Regions from separate parts of the Mus musculus genome. Here region 1 is linked to region 2. The links are chromatin contacts, called in public Hi-C maps. All regions are on one chromosome and are shown on one strand. Each heading gives the region's core, a stretch centred on a gene start, on an enhancer-like site or on the middle of the called end of the contact. The rest is flanking DNA. Distances are from core to core; before and after follow the strand shown.

The links. Hi-C and Micro-C count contacts between places; a contact is called where the count stands out from the background.
Region 1: a Hi-C map of the N1E-115 cell line shows a contact between it and region 2, with 2.0 times the contacts expected there. The contact joins two enhancer-like sites. A contact is called at or near these places in 2 of 484 Hi-C or Micro-C datasets (the N1E-115 cell line and nephron progenitors), 1 of 115 datasets of contacts at active chromatin or transcription factors (the NIH/3T3 cell line) and 1 of 9 other capture datasets (pancreatic islet).

The regions. Positions count from the first base shown.
Region 1 is chr3:55,691,966-55,694,665 of GRCm38.p6, forward strand. The region is part of intron 46 of Nbea (neurobeachin); the gene reads right to left. Among named protein-coding and RNA genes, the nearest start is that of Gm46804, 14 kb to the right of the region's middle. Within about 2 kb of position 1,351, at least 14 of the 459 cell types and tissues checked have an H3K27ac peak or open chromatin away from gene starts, as enhancers often do. A contact at or near this core is called in the N1E-115 cell line, where this site is marked.
Region 2 is chr3:55,382,709-55,385,408 of GRCm38.p6, forward strand. The region is part of intron 4 of Dclk1 (doublecortin-like kinase 1); the gene reads left to right. Gm9831 (predicted gene 9831) reads right to left here. Exons shown (of 5, transcript NR_165824.1): 2 at 30-150. Among named protein-coding and RNA genes, the nearest start is that of Gm9831, 19 kb to the right of the region's middle. Within about 2 kb of position 1,388, at least 2 of the 459 cell types and tissues checked have an H3K27ac peak or open chromatin away from gene starts, as enhancers often do. A contact at or near this core is called in the N1E-115 cell line, where this site is marked.

The sequences.
Region 1 (2,700 bases), core at 101-2,600, 310 kb after region 2:
CAGATGTGTGTTTCTGTTGGCATGTTTACCCTGTACTCTGAAGCTGATGATGGGAAGGATCAATGACAAAACTCATTCCCAAGTTTCATGATGCTAGTCTGCAGGGCATTTTCCTAATTGTCTTTTTTCTTTAACACACATCTCCATTTGCTTCTTAATGTGTTAGACATCATTTTTGTTTTTTTTATATTCCTTTCCTTGCCACTGGGCAGCAACCAGAAATATAAACCCTTCACAGTATTTTTCTGAAATTTAGCGTGAATAGGTGTCATCAATTTTCTAAGTCTGTAATCTGTCATCTTTAATTTTGGATGACAGAAAAGTCAGATGGAAGAGACAAGATCATGAATGATAAACAAAATACAAGAAAACGGAAGCAAGAAATACAGAACCTGAAAATCACATACATAGGCTGGAAGTCTACTCTGTAAAGACTTTAGGTTATGTGAGAGACAAGTGGATATCACTAAAATTAGGAATAAAAATTGTCTGAGGTGTCTCTTCTGATTGACTTGCTTTGTAGACTTTTAATTTACTAATAAAAGTCACGTAATAAATGTAGCATATGTGATCATTAAATTAATCAAAATTGAAATATTGAAAATAAAAAATAATAGTGATAAATTGAGCAAAATATGCCTAATTAATTTTAAGATTCGATTGCACAATTTACCTATCTTGGGCAAATTCCTTTACATAACTCTGTCATGTAACTGCGTTGATCACTTCATTTCTACAAACTGACAATAATCTTGGGATAATTATAAGAATTAGCTAAGATTAAATGAAAAAAACAAAGAGAAAGTTTGATATATCTTACCTGACACAAAGTTATCAAACAACCACCAGCCTTGTGTACCCAGACTGCAGTTACTGGATACCTCCAAGGACACTGGCCACCTTCCCTGCCTTGTAATCACTTCTGACCTAGAAACACTTTTTTCCTTTTTCCTTTTCCTTTCCCTTTTCCCTTTTTTCCCTTTCCCCCCTTTTCCCTTTCCTTTCCTTTTTCCTTTCCTTTCCCCTTTTCCTTTCCTTTCCCTTTCCTTCTTTCCCGTTCCCTTTCCTTTCCTTTCTTCCCCTTCCCCCTTTCCTGACTGTAGGTAATCACAACAAAGGGAAGATGCAGATCTGCAGTGATGTGGAACCTTGTAGAGAGGAGGAAGCAGGTCCACGCTGAGAGCTTCCTGTGCTATAGCCTGCTGTCTGTCTGGGCTGGCACCCTTCACATTGCCCCCCTGGCAGGTGTGTGCCTCCCTCCATTTAGCACATGAGCATGTTCAAGGCCACACTTTCACGAATGGAGGCCTGACTATCTGAGGCCTGAGATCTAGCTTCCTCTTAGCTCTTTGGAAAGACTCCAACAGTAACTCTACGCTCAGTCCACATTTCCTATTAATTACCCTGCATGCTTTCTGCGTGACACACTTCTGATTAAACATCATCTGCCTTCCCCTAAGTGAATATGCTCTGCCCTTATGTGTCAGTATTCAAAATGAACAGTGAAAAGTTTTATTCAGGCTGGTTTAACGATGATAATCCTAAAAGTACTACTGGTACTTTTACTAGAAACAGGTTATTTTTTATGACATTTCAGTTTGTAGGTAAAATTTCTAAATAATCTGCAATTATAAAGAAAGTTCTGAATTATAAATAACACATGTAGAAATTAAAATTTTGAATGTTATCTATTTAGCTCCCTAAGAATCATTGTTACTAAATGTCTAAAGAATTAGCTTAGCACAAAAGGGCTAAAAATACTATGTGGACCAGGGAAATTGGTCACTGAGGGCTGCAGTGGTCAGTGAGCACTGTGTGATTGTTCTGGGGTGATGTCTCCAGTCTAGAAAGGACAAAACTCCGAGCACATTGTGCCTTATATGTTAGTTGTCATAAGAATCCCACCTTGGAATGAGGGCTCCTTCAGCATTTGTCTGGCAGACATTAATGAAACAGTCTTTCTAGAGTCTGGCAATTCAGACAAGTGACTTCACTGGCAGTTTGCATAAAACAATGTTCTTAATTTAAAGTAATGAGGTACATAGGTAATTACCATTTTTATGCAATTATCATCATTGACATACTACATATATTGACTGATAATGAATTTAATGACTTTAGGTCTAAAAGGCTTCAAAGGTAGGGGACAGATACTTATTTTAATATGTATTATATTTTATGAACAGATTCTTAGTGACACAAATTGTAATGCATTTTCTACTTCATAAACTCCTTAGGGTAAGAGTGAAGAAAGCAGGTTTCCCTCGGCCATTAGTTGAACGCGCCCTAAGCTGTTTGACCACAGAACTCCAGGACCTTGCCTCTGACAGCTTGCCACGAGGCATTGGAGCTAAATGAGTATTCATAAAAGCGACTCCAGCCACACTGTCTGATACAGCAGCCAACAGATGCTATATTGTGGAAAATATAGAAAATAGCATATTCTTTGAATTCCAAGACAAGTTAAAAAGTATTAAACATTACATAAATAATTTTTTATTGGTTATATGATCAAAAAGTAACATTTTGGATATGGCAGGTTTAAATTGATGAGACAAATTCCACCTGTTTCTTCCCCTTCCTGAGGCCACTGGAAGCTGTGAAACAGTCAGTGTAGGGGTTTGCTGTGAGGCTGCGCTGCTCTGTGTACAGCAGACAGGGAAGCTCACTGTCAGGCCCTTACATGGTCCTGTGTTCTAT
Region 2 (2,700 bases), core at 138-2,637:
TCAGGCTGACTTCAGTCCCCTTCTCTCACCTTGCCCATCCTGGGAAGCCACACAGCTGGCCAGTCTACTGCTGCTGCTTAACTGCTGCTGATGTGGTAAGGAGATGCTCTCAGCCTTGGGGCTGCAGCCACCCACAGGCAGGTAGATTTTCTGTGAAGCACAATAGAAAGCTGCCATTAAACAACCTTACCAATTCCCCTCATTATCAGGAGAAATGTGGGGGTGCAGCTTAGAAGCAGGGTCCTTCCTTAGTTTTAGCCCAGCTTTGCTAAAGAAAAGACAAGTGGGGTCCGGAGAGGGGAGCCAGGGTTCAAAAGCTCTGACTCCCTTTTCAGAGGTCCAGAAGTTTGGCCTCCAGAGTAACATTATGGCCCACAATCATTTGTAACTTCAGTCTCGGGGTTCCCAATACCTTTCCCTGTCCTCCTGGGACAACAGGGACATACACAGTGCATAGACATACATGCAGGCAAAATACCACTGTGCATAAAAATATAAGTAAATAAAAGTATTTTAAAAGAAAACACAAGTGTACATGTGCTCACACACATTCACACAGACAGGAACACACATGTATGCGTGCCCTTACACAAGTGCACACACACTCATGTAGCCTAGCCATCTTTTGACCTGTGAAAGAGCTCTACAAACCACTTTGTTGAGCTCCTCAGTTGCCTATTCCTGATAAATATACCCTATCCAGTTCTCTGTGTGAGATAAGTTTACTGTGTAACCTGTTTTTCCCCATTCCAGGAGAAACACGTAGGCATGGGAGAGGGGAAAGAGAGTGGACTAAAGAAAAGCAAAAATCTAAATGAAGATTTCACTTCCTTAGATGAACTTACCCCGAGTCTAAATTCTCCCGTTGACAACTGCAATTTTCCTGGTGCTTGTACAGTGTGTTCTGGGGCTAATGTATTAAAATTTGAATCTTTTTTTTTTTTATAAATGTGCAGAGTGTGATCTAACCCAGTTCATTTGTAGTTACTAAATGGTATCTGAACATTGATGCTATATTTGGTCAGCTCTGCAGCCAGCTTCCTGAAAGACGTGGGGTGATGGGTGTAAACAGCTTCAGAATTATTATTTTCGTGGTGCAGAACCACACTTGATTTAATGGTTATCAGGAAGTGGCTGTGCGATGCAAGGTGATGCTTTTACTTTATCTATGGAAATTAATCTAGCTACAAGTGTACATGCAATTAGGAATGATACATCCTCCAAGTACCACTAGCCAGCTCCCAGAGGCATTGCTCAAGGGCTTTCTAATGACAACGGATGCCAAAACAGATATGTGTTTCTCAGGGCCACACGAGAGCAGAATCAATATGAGAAGTGAGTAGCTAGAGATGCTCTTTCTTCCTATCTTCACCTGCTATGCGGGCTGCTTTCCTGGTTCTGATTCAGAATGTAACCATTTTTAGCAGAGTGTGGTCCATCAAAGGAGCATCAGCACCTTCCAAATGGTGGCCGGAGTGCTATATAGAGAGGCCAGCAGAGGCCTGTAGATCCGCCCTTGTGGCAGCTGCTCTCTGACTTAGAATGAGGACACACAGTGAGGGGACATGCCAAGGAAGCTCAACACAGTATTGCTTAGACATTGATGACAACCCAGTGAGTGTGGCCCTTGCTATTCAGAGTTGGCAAGAGTTTGACTCTGTGCTCTGTGATTTAAATGGAAGGAAAAGCTAGGAGAAGCCCACCCCTAAGCAGACTATTCCTTTCTGTTTTCTCAGCTGTACGTGAAAGTTGCTCTGTATTGACTGCAGGGTTAATGTCAGATGTGTGACTGGGTCCATTTCCTGTGTGCACCGTGGGTCTATATTTCACGTCTTCTTATTGAAGTAAGAGAGATGGAACAAATATTAAGTATATTTATGCATATGTGCATATAAATCTGTATACACATAAACAGTCTTAGAACTAAAGAATAGAACAAATATATATACTACTGTTTTCAAGGCCGTGTAGTATTCTACTTGGAAAAAACATGTGTATATGTGTTTTGTTGTCCTGAATGTCTGTGCACAACATGCGTGCAGTGCCTGTGGCGGTGAGGAGAGAGCATCAGATCCCCAGGAACTGGAGTTAGAGGTGGTTGTCAGCTGCCTGGTGGGTGCTAAGAACTGAAGCTGTCCTCTTCAAGAGCAGCCAGTCCTCTTAACTGCTGAGCCACTTCTCCAGCCCTCTTAGATTCATCTTGAGACAGCGTCTCACTATGTAGGCCAGATTGGCCATCAGCTCGCTACGAAGCTCAGGATGGCCTTCAACTTGAGATTCTCATGCCTCAGCCTGTGATTATCTGGTACCAGGTCAGGCTATAAAAGCTGAAGTACTTTTCTAAGAGCTCTGTATTGTGTGTGTGTGTATCTGTATGTGTGTGCATATACATACATAGTCTCATGTCAGCAGACCATCAGTCCAGCTTTCCCCCAGATATAACCATCTGGAATGCTGTATTTTTCCTGGATAAGAGAATCTTTCTAGACAGGACATTTCCTTAGCTTCTCATCAAGACTCCCATGAAGTCAGGTACACCATGGCCTGTTGATACATGTTCCTATAACTATTGCATCATGACCACCACTTTTATGGATTCATGACTGAATGAGATGATAGAAACTGTAAGAGCTGACAGTCATCAGGGTGATCTCCATCACTTTTCACATCCCTGGGTGCTAACAGGGCTAAAACTGTCAA